Regions from separate parts of the Mus musculus genome. Here region 1 is linked to region 2. A link is a contact called in public Micro-C data. All regions are on one chromosome and are shown on one strand. Each heading gives the region's core, a stretch centred on a gene start, on an enhancer-like site or on the middle of the called end of the contact. The rest is flanking DNA. Distances are from core to core; before and after follow the strand shown.

What was found. A called contact is a pair of places that touch in the nucleus more often than the background predicts.
Region 1: a Micro-C map of muscle stem cells shows a contact between it and region 2, with 9 times the contacts expected there. The contact joins two enhancer-like sites. A contact is called at or near these places in 2 of 484 Hi-C or Micro-C datasets (embryonic stem cells and muscle stem cells), 2 of 115 datasets of contacts at active chromatin or transcription factors (astrocytes and embryonic basal ganglia) and 1 of 9 other capture datasets (embryonic tail).

What each region holds. Positions count from the first base shown.
Region 1 is chr6:52,836,935-52,843,199 of GRCm38.p6, forward strand. The region is part of intron 2 of Jazf1 (JAZF zinc finger 1); the gene reads right to left. Among named protein-coding and RNA genes, the nearest start is that of Gm52903, 26 kb to the right of the region's middle. Within about 2 kb of position 3,762, at least 25 of the 459 cell types and tissues checked have an H3K27ac peak or open chromatin away from gene starts, as enhancers often do. A contact at or near this core is called in muscle stem cells, where this site is marked.
Region 2 is chr6:52,366,037-52,372,669 of GRCm38.p6, forward strand. No RefSeq gene overlaps it. Among named protein-coding and RNA genes, the nearest start is that of Evx1os, 55 kb to the left of the region's middle. RefSeq lists an enhancer at 1-2,188. Within about 2 kb of position 2,910, at least 23 of the 459 cell types and tissues checked have an H3K27ac peak or open chromatin away from gene starts, as enhancers often do. A contact at or near this core is called in muscle stem cells, where this site is marked.

The DNA.
Region 1 (6,265 bases), core at 2,512-5,011, 470 kb after region 2:
AACACAGGCAAGCAATTTTAAATGCTAACCAAGGTGGGGGGGGGGGAGACCACCTCGTTGGTGCAGGCTTGAAAATTATATTTTGCAGAATTACAATGTTTGAACATGGGGGCATATTTTGGATCTGGGAGTTAGGGATGGGAATGAAAGCTGGACATTTTATGGAGCTAACCTCAGTGAGGGATTAAAAAAAAATGTAAGTTCGCTCATTCTCCAATTGGTGAGGAGTTTAAAAATGAACAATGACTTAATTTCTCCAAAATTAAGTGAAAAAGTAAGCCTGTCAATCATCCCATGAACACGAGTGGCCCACGCTGTCTTCACTGTCTGACAACGCGTCGCCCTGCTCACAGGCTGGACCGCAAGCTCAGGGCACAGGTACGAGGAGGTTACAGCTGGAAAAGGAAGGTGGCCGGCTGGCGGTCCAGTTGTATCTGTGTTGCTTGTAAATAATCACTAGTTGACTAGTTCAAACAGAAACACTAGAGATAGGCCCCGTTGTTACAATGCTATTAAGGAGAGGCAGAGAGGAAAATTCACTCCTTGTTCCTAATAGGTGATTGCTAAGCGACTATGAAGGCTGTCCTACCCACTCTATGTAACTGTGTGACCTCGGAATCCTCAACTGCTGCTCACACAATCCAAGCAACGGGACAACTCACAGGTGTGACTGAATGCTTGAAAAGACGTTAAGCCGTGCTGGAGGAATGACAAGTGCCCTGGACTCACCTAGCACTTGCTGTACATTACACTCAGGATGTTTTAAAGTGCTGGGACCTCGGCTTGATCTTGAGACTTCAGCCTCTCGTGGTGGCTGATGCCTCTTGGGGCACAAAATTATGTACATCGTTAAAACTTCATCAAGTAATAATTCTACTATGATTGTTAACATAAATAACAGCAGTAAATAAGTACACAGTGATAGATCTGTTTCCGTTCTATCCAGAGAATTGCAGTTCAGCTCTGATGTGTGAACTCAGGACATTATTCCCACTGCTAACTGCCACTCAACTTCCTGAGGGTGGGTCTTCCTTCCATTTAAGGTTAGCACATTCCTAGCTAAACAAGAGAAACAGACCAGCTTCAAACAGGACTCATTCACACAGGGTGAGGTCTACATACTCAGGGGTCACGTGACCGGGCAGGCAAGTTTCTGCCTTCTGCTGTTTTTCTTCCTGACAATAGAAGGAAAAACTGTTCTTGTGAAAATTAATTAAGTTTTGTTCATACGGAAAAAAGAGGCCAATGTGAACAGAAACAAGGGCCTCTCGCAGGAAGAAGTCCTTGTCATTCTCAGTGGTGCAGGACAGCTTTCTCATCTGACCAATGTTCCCCTCACCTTTCCACCAACAACAAACGTATCGGCTGCTAAGATACACTGCCACGATATGATTGCTGGGAAAATACATGGTGTAATACCAAGCACTCTAAATACCCGTAAGTGGAAAAAGACATAAACGACCATTTTAATTACTTTCCGCATGTAAAACGCAGCTGTAGTAATGTTGGCAGGTCTCACCTGCCCTGTTTTAAATCTGTGACATGAAATCATGACACTTAATTAAGTCTTAATGCATAAAAATATTTTTATTTACTTTTTATGGAATATCAGCATTTAAAGCTTTCTATTTATGTAAGTGCTTTATAAATTACTTGAAATACTTAAAAAAAAAAAACCCTGAGTACTACTAATCAGCAGTTATAAGTACCAGTTTCAATTTCATTAATTAAATGCCTTTTTGGTGGACTCCTGCTGCTGTGTGAACTAGCTCTAGGCTATGAAAGTAATGAGTCCGGACAGAGTCATCTGATCTCACACTTGGTGCAAAACGCAGGGAAAGGCCTTGCCCACAATTCCTAGCCTGTTTACCAGACTGCAAGCAGTCGGTCTGACTGTTGGAAGCATTAAGAAGCCTCAGGCTTTGCCCTTCCCCCTTCTGTAGTTTCCCAGTTTCTGATTTTTAGAAGGATTGTCTCAGAAAATATGGTATTCTAGCGCCCTCTGCAGGCCGCAAGCCTGTCAGCCTCTTGCCAGCGTGGCTTTTCATCAGCAGAAGTGGAAGCGAGGGATATCACGATTATTAGAGCCCAGAGGCAGAGCTCACTGGAAGGATGTTTCCTAAGGGCAGGCTGGCACTGGTTATTCCCCCCCCCCAAAAAAAAGCCTTAGGAAAACCCTCCTTTGCTGGCTTGTTCGGGATGTAAATTTCTGTCTTCAAAGGACATGGCAGAGCTTTAGGGGACTGACTTGTTTTTTATTGTCGATGTCCTAACAGTTCTTAAGGTCTGGAAGAATACAGGCTCTGACTGATCCCTCAGAGACTATACGGTGCCTGGGCTTAGGAAGGCTAGTTAGGGAGAAGAAGAAAATAGAAGTCAACTGTGTGGGCACAGCTGAGACTTGCTCAGCCAACGTCTCATTCTCATGAAGTGGCAACTTAGGAAAATGCAGGGGCTCTCTCAAGTGTTTTAAGGAACTTAGCATGGATTTTTAAAGGGCATTTTATATTGATTTTAAAACATTTTAGATGGGGTTGATATAAAACATTGCTGAAAGAAAGCTACTTGTAAAGATAAAATTGTGGCGGTGGGGAGGTGGAGAGACATCTCTGGGGTTAAGAGAACCCACAGCTCTGGAGGAGGACCTGAGTTCAGCACCCGTGTCTGGCAGCTCACAACTGCCTGCAACTCCAGCTCCAGGGGGTCTAAAGCCTTCTTCTGCACGCATCTGCCGCAACACTCACCGATATGCATGCACATAAATCAAAAGAGATAAAAACGAGCAAATGTCAAGAAAGTGACAAGAAAACAAAGGAAGGCCGTGGCTCTGATGGAGAGGCACTCCCCAGGCCACACTGTGAGCCTTGGAGTCTGCTTGACTATCAGCAAACAATCAATAAATAACCTTTTTGTTCATTTTCTTCTACCAAGTCTTGCTATAGCTATAGCCCAGGTGGTGTTGAGCTAAAGGCCCTCCAGACTTCTGGGGTTACAGCTGCGTGCCCCCACAGCTAGTCTGAGAGTCTCTCAGGAGACTTGTCTTTCAAATAGTTTTAAGTCAGCATAAGTATTAAAAGGTACTGAATTAGTTTTCTTAACAGTTAAGAGCATTAATTTTTTTCCTTCCAGTACTGGGGACTGAACTTTGGGCCTCAGGCACAAAGAAAGCACTCCATCAATGAGCTGAAAGCATTCACTTGCAATGTGGAACATTATCCCATATATTCCCTTGTAGTGAAGTTATACAGTGTAGGGTCATTTATAAACCTCTTGAATCATAACGAGACCCATGCTTTAGCCAACTCACAGAGGTGGATAGACATCTCACACACAGGAACTCTTACCCAGGCAGTCCACAATGAAACTGAAGAAATGTCTGTGTTAAACTATCCTTTCATGGTGCTGTGGTCATTTAACAGGCTTTCTTGAGAGACTACAAGGATACCAAGGAGGCAGGGGTCTGAGGGCAAGGTTGCAGTTTTGCTGGGAGCCTGGGGCCTGGCAGCACCTTCACCCAGAGGATATTCAGTGCTTCAGACAAGATCAGTATGTCCTCAGGGGAACGGACCAGAGATTTTGGTTCCAATAAAATGACACTTCCAAATAAAAACTCAAAATGAAAATGTTGAGCTTCCAGATTTGTTAAATTCAGGAACAAGGGCTCTCAGCAGGACCTGTCAACAGCCCGGGTTAGAAGAGGGCAGCTGCTGCTGCGGTGTAGCTCAGCATACCCATCCCAAACATCCCAAGTCAGCCACACACCATTCGTCCAGGCTGGAATCTGGCTGCCAGACTGGTCCCCAGCTCGGCTTATCTCCCACTGGGAGGCTGAGGCAGCCAGGAAGGAATGGCGGTTTTCCAGCAGATGTGGTCTGCTGAAGAAGGGCAGCCCAACCCAGGCTTGGCGCCGCCACATTTATGGTCCTTCCTCCACTTCTGCTTGCTGCCTGCTGCCCCCTCATTGCTTGCTGGCAGCCCCAGCCAGGGGACAGGTGATGAGGATTAAGCCTAGCGTATTTGCATATCCTCAGCCTAGGGAAGGAAATTAATACCACAGTGACATGATTTAGTGGCTAGGTTTATACAGTGGAAAACGCTGCAGCAGTTGTGAGCTCTGGGAGACCAAGGAAGGCATGGAAGGCAACGTGTTTGGCAGGATGGGCTAGCTCCCGGTCAGTGGAAGGAGCACGAAGAAATGGATCATTCTGAGGAGAAGTGGTGTCCAAAATTCACTTGCAAGTTACGAATGGGCACAGGAAACTATTTTTGCCCGCTTTTTTGCTGGGTGGGGTGGACAGAGGTGGGGCTGACCGCCATCCTCACCTCTTCAGAAAGGCCCTGTTATGGCAGGATAGGCCTTGGGCCACGCTCGGGCCACACTCTGCCCACTCTGCAGCCAACTTCAGACCTTGTCTGTCAGGCAAGTATTTCAGGAATGCCAAAGACATTTTCTCTTTATAACGAGAACGTAGAAACAGTTTTAGCCTCTCCCCGAAGTTTAGGAGAAAACAATTTGCTCCCAGCACACGTTCATTTGCCCAGACTACTTTCCTTCAGGAGGGCAGCAAGGGGGTGCTTTCAGATGAGTATTTAGACAGCCATAACAGGCTGTAGCTGAAGCAGGCAAGAAGGCAGTTATCATTCTTTCAATTCGCTGTCATCCAAAGGTACTTTTAAAAAATGGATGCCATTAAGAGCTTCTCATTCCCATGAACCCAGTCCTGCAGTGGGTACATTTCTGGGCAAACATAAATTGCTATATCGGTGCCCACTTCCCACAACAGCAGTGAGTTCCCCTCTAAGCATAACCTCAGAATTGCCTAGGACAGAAACAGCATCATCACTCAGGATGATGGCCAATAATAAAGCAAGCAAGCTACTTATCAACAAATGCCAGAACACACATTAAAAACAGGGCTGTCTTCTTTACTGCTGCCATCTAAGGTGGCCAGATACACTTAAAATTGGCATGTTGCCAATTTATTCTCCAAAAACATCTTTGACATTTTCTTAAAAAGAACTTAGGCCGAGCTTTCCTGTGATTAAATTTGGAGAGTAAGATGTGCAATTCAACCCCAGAACCCCTTGGACCAGAATCCACAGGGCTAAAGATACTGAGACCAGGTAAATTGAAGTTAAGTGTGGATTTCAACAGCCATCAGAACAGAAACTCCCCCAAGAGCACATCTCAAGTATACAGCTGAAAATACTTAAAAGCCTTGATGTGTGTGAGCACTGTGCATGCTGAGGCCGGGGGTGGTGGTGGTGGTGGTGGTGGTGGTGGTGGTGGTGGTGGTGGTGGTAGGGTTGGCGGGGGCGGGGGGAGGAGGCGCCACACACCAGGTGTCCTATCACTACCACCTCAGTCCCTTGAGATCGTCTTTCACAGAACTCAGGAGATCCTGCTTGCCTGTGAATCTGAACTCAGTTATGCTCCTGCAGCAAACACTCTTACACAGTGAGCCTCCTCCTCCTCTCAACAGATGCTTTAGACAATAAGAGGATTATTAGCATATAAACATCTCACGCTTTTACAGGTTAGCAGGGTTTGGTTGTACATAGGTATTTTGGCATATGTGCCTATTAGGCATTATTTGTGAATAGTAAACTAAATTCCCATCAGAGGAGACCCCAACTATCCCGGCCACTGGAGGCACAGTATCTTCATTTTGAACGGACACTTGGGTGGCTCTTGGTGTTGAGGAAGAATTTTCTACAATACTCGGGAACCTATATTCCTATATATTTCATTACTGTAGCTGTAATGAAACACCATGACCAAGAGCAAGTAAGGGAGGGAAGGTTTGTTTGGCTTACACTTCCTCAATACACCACTTCCTCAATTACACTTCCTCAATACATCACTTCCTCAATACCGCTCATCACTGAAGAGAGTCAGGGCGGGCACTCAGGAATGGTGGGATCCTGGAGGCAGGAGCTGATGCAGAGGCCATGGAGGGGCGCTGCAGACCAGCTTGCTCCTCATGGCTTGCTCAGCCTGTTTTCTTATAGAACTCAGGGCCACCAGCCCAGGGACGGCCCTACCCACAATGGGCTGGGCCCTCCCAACTCATCACAAATTAAGAATATGCAATATAGGCATAGAGACATGTTAGAGACTTTTTTTTTGGTCCTAAACTGTCTATTGGGTATGAATTTTACAATATCCGTGTATTAGCAGTAATGGTGGAGCTGCAGAGTATTGCGCCTTCCCCAGGCTGCACAGCAAAGAGCCACCAAATCCCCTAGGGATTTAGAGCTTGTG
Region 2 (6,633 bases), core at 1,660-4,159:
CTCTTTGAGCAAAAACAAAAGGTAGAATTCCTGCCGGAGTTTCCTAAATATATATTCCCCATAACAGCCCAGGGCTGAGGGGAAAGTTGTTACCAAGGCAATGGTTTGAAGACTGTGAGGCTGGCTCTCCTCTCTGAATTCAGGCTATGGGGTGGGGTTGGAGTTCTTTTGCAGCCAGGGAGTGATTAGAGGGCTTCTGCATGTATCTGCATATTTCCTCAAATGTGATCCACAGGCCACAGTGCAATTAAAGCGCAAAGCACCAAGTTTAGTTTTTGAATGCAGAGAGGATCTGGGCCTGACTTGCATATTAAAGGCATCCATGAGCACAGACTGTCAATCCATCATCTGTTTACCTGTCATACACTTCCAGGGTGATCTTACCTCTAATTATTTTAAAGACAAGATCACACGTCTAGGACTTAGAATATAATTACTAAGAACTTACTAGTAACTCAAAGAGCAAGACTCCAACCCGGAAACATACCTCACGCAACCATATTTTTGCCAGCTTGTAGTTTACACTCCTGTTATCTGTGGCACTCTTCTCCCGTGGAGTGCCACTTATACATGGCTGCCCAGCCTGCTTGAGACAACAGGCCCCTGGAACAAGAGTTAGCATATAAAGTGCGGTGGTCGGGGCAACGATCTTCTCCCCAGGGCTCCCTTTTATCAACCAACCCTGGCCACAGAATAGAGCCCACTGTTTTATGTTTCAATCGTACCATATGGCACGACGTGAGTGTGCTTTAATGACTTATTAGCATATTCCTCCAACGAGGCTTTCCTAGTTACACCAGCCTGACAAAATCTGAATTTCAAAATATTTGCAGCAAATGTCCTACAGTGAGCCAGGCTTGGTTGTTCACGCGCTCATTCATCTTTCTCATGCCGATGGCTACGGAAGCCATCGGGTCAGCCAGTCCTCTCTCACCCTGGACCTAAACACTTTCTGGAATGTCCACACTATTATTTAGGTGCTTCGGGTCCCTGTGGCATGGGGATTCCCCACTCTGCTTAGATCCTGGGTTTTTAACTAATACTTCCCCTGCCTTCTGAGACCTTGATCTTCTTTTGTGGGGAATGAGACTCCTCTGGCTGCTTGCCTCATTAAAAAGGCTGGGAGCATTTGGGACAGAACCAGGCACCAGATCAAGTTTGGGGCTCAGGGTTTCTCACTGTGGCTTTGCTAGGGGACAAAAGCCCCAGGGTGGGTCGTGTTTCCACTGTGACCGCTCTAATGAACATGGGCTGTGTGGGGAGGGAGGTGCGCAGAGCAAAGCCACCATATTCCCTACAGAGGACCTGGCTGGCCTCTGTCTACTGCCCATGCCTCAGCATCTGCTTTTGCTGTTTAGATACAGGAGAATGTGTCTCTCTTTCTTGTTTTCCCAAGTCAGTTCTCGGTACCTCTGGTGAGTCAGGATGATGCCGGTGGAGGCTGCCAGAGACCACCTGAGACAAAGTGACTGTCCCAGTGACCCCCAAAGTCAGCCTGCTGCTTTTTCTTTCTGGATAACTGCAGTAACATGAGGGTGTGACTATTGATTTTAATTAAAAAGAAAAAGCTTCCAACTTTATGGCACACACGGTCACAGATGCCTTCTAGATTATTCTCATTAGAGGTAGCCATTGATACCATTACTTTGAATGAGCTGTGATCAATTGCCTGATGGATAGTTTTTTTTTTTTTAGGGGGAGAGTTGTTGTTTCTGGTAAGAAAAGAGACAGACTTAGCTAAGCAGAGTCTTGTCTTTATTTCTACTTCCTTCTTGTGTGTCACGTCCATGAGATGGCTGGATGGATATACGACAGTGGTCTTGTCCTCACGAGATGAACAAAAACATAAAAGCTGATAAAAGAAACTAAAACAAGTAGCCAGGTATGGTAGCACAAACCTGTAGTCTAGCACTGGAGAATCTGAGGCAGGAGGACTGCAAGTTTGAGAACAGAGGCCATATAAAGAAACAAATAGAAGAAAGAAAGCTAACAGGAAATGAAACAATAAACCACACATGCTGAAGGCACAGTAGGGCTGGGGATGCAACTCAGCTGGCAGAGAGTGTGCCTGTCATGCACAAAGCCCTGGGCTCAGTTCCCAGCACTGTATAACCTCTGCGTGGTGGCACAGTCTGGAGGCAGAAAGATCAAGAGTCATCCTAACTACAAAGTGAGGTTCACGTCAGCCTGGGGCTATGTAAGACCTTCACCCCTCCAAAAACGGGAGCGGAACTATTACTTGAATTTTTCCAAAATATTCTTTTTTTCTGAAATTAGGAGACAGAAGCCAGAGAGGCTGAGACACCGGCCCAAGATGAACTGAGGAAGTCCTCTGCTTTCAAATCCTGTGCTTCATGCGTACTATCACTGTGACCCCGCCCCCGCCAGAATGAATAGGGTTAAGGCTAAGGGGTGCTATATGAGTGGGTGCTTAATCTGAGTCTCCCTCCCTGCCCCCCACAGTGAGGGTGTGGTCAGCAGACAGTCCTCCACGCGTCAGAAGAGGCCCTTTACTGGAGGCTGACTTGGCTGGTGCCTTGATCTCAGACTTCCAGCTCCTGGTTCTGTTAGAAATAAGTTTCCTAGAGCACATAAACCAAACAGTATTAAATTATGCCAATTATTATAGCTAGGCATGGTGACATACACCTGCAAGGTAACCCCAAAGGCAGGGCAGGGTGATCTGGAGTCACAGAGTGAGTTTGTTTCAAAACAATACAATAAACAATAAACCATAAACAATGAACACATTATATCGATGGCAAATTCTTTCTGCTCGGCTACATCTCTAACCAGTGTTTCTGTCTGCTGCTTACGTCGACATAGCAGAGCAGGACAAGCAGGCACAGCTGCTGTGTGCCTCTGGCTGGGGGAAGAAACGGACTCTCAGAAAGATAAAGTGCTTTCAAAGCCACAGAGCTAATAAATGTCGCCCTCCCTTTCTTCAAGAGGTGATTGAGCAGCCCGTGGCCAGTGTGTGGTCACTCCTGTTAATAACCTCAGAGGAGATTATCTCAACTTCTAAACCGGTAACAATGATGCTTCAGGACAGGAGCTGGCAAGCTTCTCCTGGAATGAGCTGGACGGCATGTAGTTCAGGCTTTCTGGGCCACTTGACTGCTGTTGTAGCTGCCCAGCTCTGGGGCTGTAAGTGCATCCATGAGCAGTATCTGGCTGGACATGCAGGCATGAGCTCTGACGAAGCCACATCTGCAAGGTCAGGTGACTCACAGCATTTGGTCCATAACCTCAGACCACAGTTTGCCAACAGCTGTTTAAAACCGTGAAGCTACGGTGCTGTTGGAATGAATTGCAGTGGGTTTGACTTCTACTGCATGACTGTGGGTAAGTCCTATGGTGCTTCCAAATTCTGCTGCAAGGCTTCAGGGGAATTTCAAGTTAGAATGGTTCCCCCTACCTGTGCCAGCCCACCAGGCTCTCTGTCAGTGGTGACTGGGAGCTCTGAGGAGAGAAAGAGCTTATGCAGAAAGAGTTTGGTGCTGGCAGAATTTGATGCATAGTTCAGGGCACTTTACCCAGCAGAACATCCCTGGCTTAATGACTAGAGTCAGTTGAAGCTCATATGGGCCCTGGCAGGGAAGACCCTATCTCCTCTCACTGGGATCCCCCCATTCTAATCACTTAGGAGATTGGGGGGAAAAGTGCCAGGCTCCCTGTGTGGAGAGCTTGACTTTGAACCCAGATCTTCCATGACAGAGCTGTTTCTCTGCAGCAGAGAGGGGCACTGAGAGTTGAGGTCTGGCCGACCAGTTTTCAAACTGAAAATGACCTTGCCCCTGTCTTCCAGCCAGCTTCTGTTTTCTGAACATAATATTTAATTCTTCAAGAGATCATTCATGCAGATTTTGGCTTCTGAGAAATGTTTTCATTTATTATATGTATGCGAGAGTTTTGCCTGTACATGTATGTGCCTGATGCCCGAGGAGGTCAGAAGAAAGCATTGAATCCACCGGCACTGAAGTTAAGGGTGACTGGAGCCTCTATGTGGGTGCTGGGAGCTGAACCCGGGTCCACTATAAGAGTAGCCAATGCTCTTGTCCACTGAGCCATGACTACAGGACCTGTCTTGATTTCCAAGAATTTTAGATACTCAGTTTCTTGAGATGGGGAGGAGAGGGCAGAAGACCCTAAAAAATGTGAATTAATGGACTCGAAGGGCATCTTTTAAACATCGTTGATCCCTGCGCATGCTACTCTTAAGCGTCTTCCCCCATTATGCTCCCCTCATGCCCTTCTGTAGCTGCTCAGCCCCAGGGCCAACTGCGTTCTTTTCTCTCAATTCCGAAAGAGCTCCCACTTTCACCTGCCTTCCTTGCACACACACTTCTCGCCATCTCTCTTCTCCTTTGGGACTGGGCTCTTAGCCTTCTTAAGGGTTCACATACCAAGCACCAGGACATTCCCTGACTCTGTCACTTTCTTTCCACTTTCCGGTCCCTCTCGGGGTAACCTCCAAGCTGTGCAGTCTCCCTCGGAGTTACTACTCTCATCTCTTCCTAAGAGCAGGGCATGGTGAGAAAGCACTTTGTGAGCTGTGCCGCACTGTGCGTCCTCAGGGCCTTCACACTGTTTGCCTCTACTTCCTACCCAGACCGGCGTGACCCGCGAACCAATCTGCGCCTGTGACTCTCTTGAATATCTGCATAGAGGTGGGTCCTCTCTGAGGCTCAGTGCGTTTCATTTCTGGACTTGTCCACATTCTGGCCTGGGACAAGGCTCGGGTAGCATCTCACACTGAAAGGGATTCATCATTGAAATCTGACCCCACCCCACCAGCAGGCCCCCTACCTCCTCAGACCTTCCATTTCATTTTCCAGAATCTTCCTCCTGATGGTCACCCTGTCAGACCTTGGTCTGCCACATGTCATCATCTTCTTAGCCTTGTTTTCTATGGGAACAAGGTCAGGGGACAGTGATGCTAGCAAATCCCTGAAGCTTAATGAGCCCAATTAGCTCACATGTGCCACAGACAGGAGCCTGCTCTATTTATGGCACCGAGAAGTGAGAAAATGTCCCCTAGCCTGGGTATCATGTAACTCTCACAGTTCTGGCAAGGTTTGGCTGTGAAGTGCAAAGGCCTCTGAACCCCGTTGGTGTTAAGTGCGCGCCGAATATTCAATCCAGACGTGTCCTGCTCAGACTATTCTGGGGCCCATAAACCTTTCATCAGAATCGGGGTGAAATGCTCAGCCTTATTTGTAAGCCCCATATTTCTTAAGACCTCGGGGACTTATTTAGTATTCCCAGAGAAGGTCACAAGATTGTTTTTTGGGGGTCCTGGTTTAGTGGAACTGATGACTTTAAGCAGGGGATACTTTGTGACTTTCTAGAAATAAGAACCGGCTTCTCACGCATGTCCCGCCCCTCGGCGCCACTCCCTCTCCCTAACTGCATCTCCTGAAGCAACCTGGACAGAATTGTGTGGCTGGCTGCATAGCGCCCTGAGGTTTTTCTAAGGATACAGCTGAAGCCCCGCCCATCCGCACCAACTCTATCTCCACATATTGTGTTCAAATCGAATGTTTTCCGTGGGTAGTTTGGGATAAATTCCATTTCCATCCCAATTTCACTCTTTTATTCTTTTATTGAAAATAGATTTTGGGGCTGGTGAGATGGCTCAGTGGGTAAGAGCACCCGACTGCTCTTCCGAAGGTCTGAAGTTCAAATCCCAGCAACCACATGGTGGCTCACAACCATCTGTAACATGATCTGACTCCCTCTTCTGGAGTGTCTGAAGACAGCTACAGTGTACTTACATATAATAAATAAATAAATAAATCTTTAAAAAAAAAAAAAAAAAAAGAAAATAGATTTTTGTTTTCTCACATGATATAAACCTAACTATGGTTTCCCTTCCCTCTACTCTTCCCAGTTTCTCCCCATCTCCCCTCTATTTGGACCCGCTCTCTTTCTTTCTCTCATTAGAAAACCTCCGTCTAAAGGGTAATGATAAAATAACAGAAAACAGAAACTAACATATCAGAATAGAATAAAACAAGCAGATAGTCTAAGAAAAGGCCCAAGAACCACATATAAGCCCATGTGTTTGGATGGTCTGTTCCTGGTGACCGGCTACAGCTGGTTGGAGCCTGTAGTCCTTATTCACACGTGTTACTTACTGATTTCCCTTCCTGCAATCTCCTTTCTAGAAAGTGCCTCTCTTGATGGTGGTAGCAATGGTTTGGGGAGGCAGGGCTTCCACACTCAGAAAGTCACTGTCTTCCAACATACCAGGCCTGGGCACCTGAGGAGACCTTTCTGCACATGTTCAGCATCTCTCTCCTCCTGAAGGAGGAAGGAACCTGAGGCTTAGCTCACTGCTGACTGACAGTTATCCACCAAGGTTTCTTCCTGGTGTGCAGGCTCTGTGTTGAGCATTTTACATGCATTTGAATCTGCATCGAGTCCTCCAGGTTGGAGACTAATTCCACTTTGCTGATGAGGAAACTGAATCTTCAGAGGTTACAAAGCTTCTCTAAAGTAACCACACTGTTTCTGATGTCCCAGCCTGAGACTCCCAGAGCAGTGCCCTGCAGGGGGCCACAGCCATATCAATGGATAACTCAACTAGGTACTTATCTGAACAGCATCACCACCAACCAGATCCTGGTC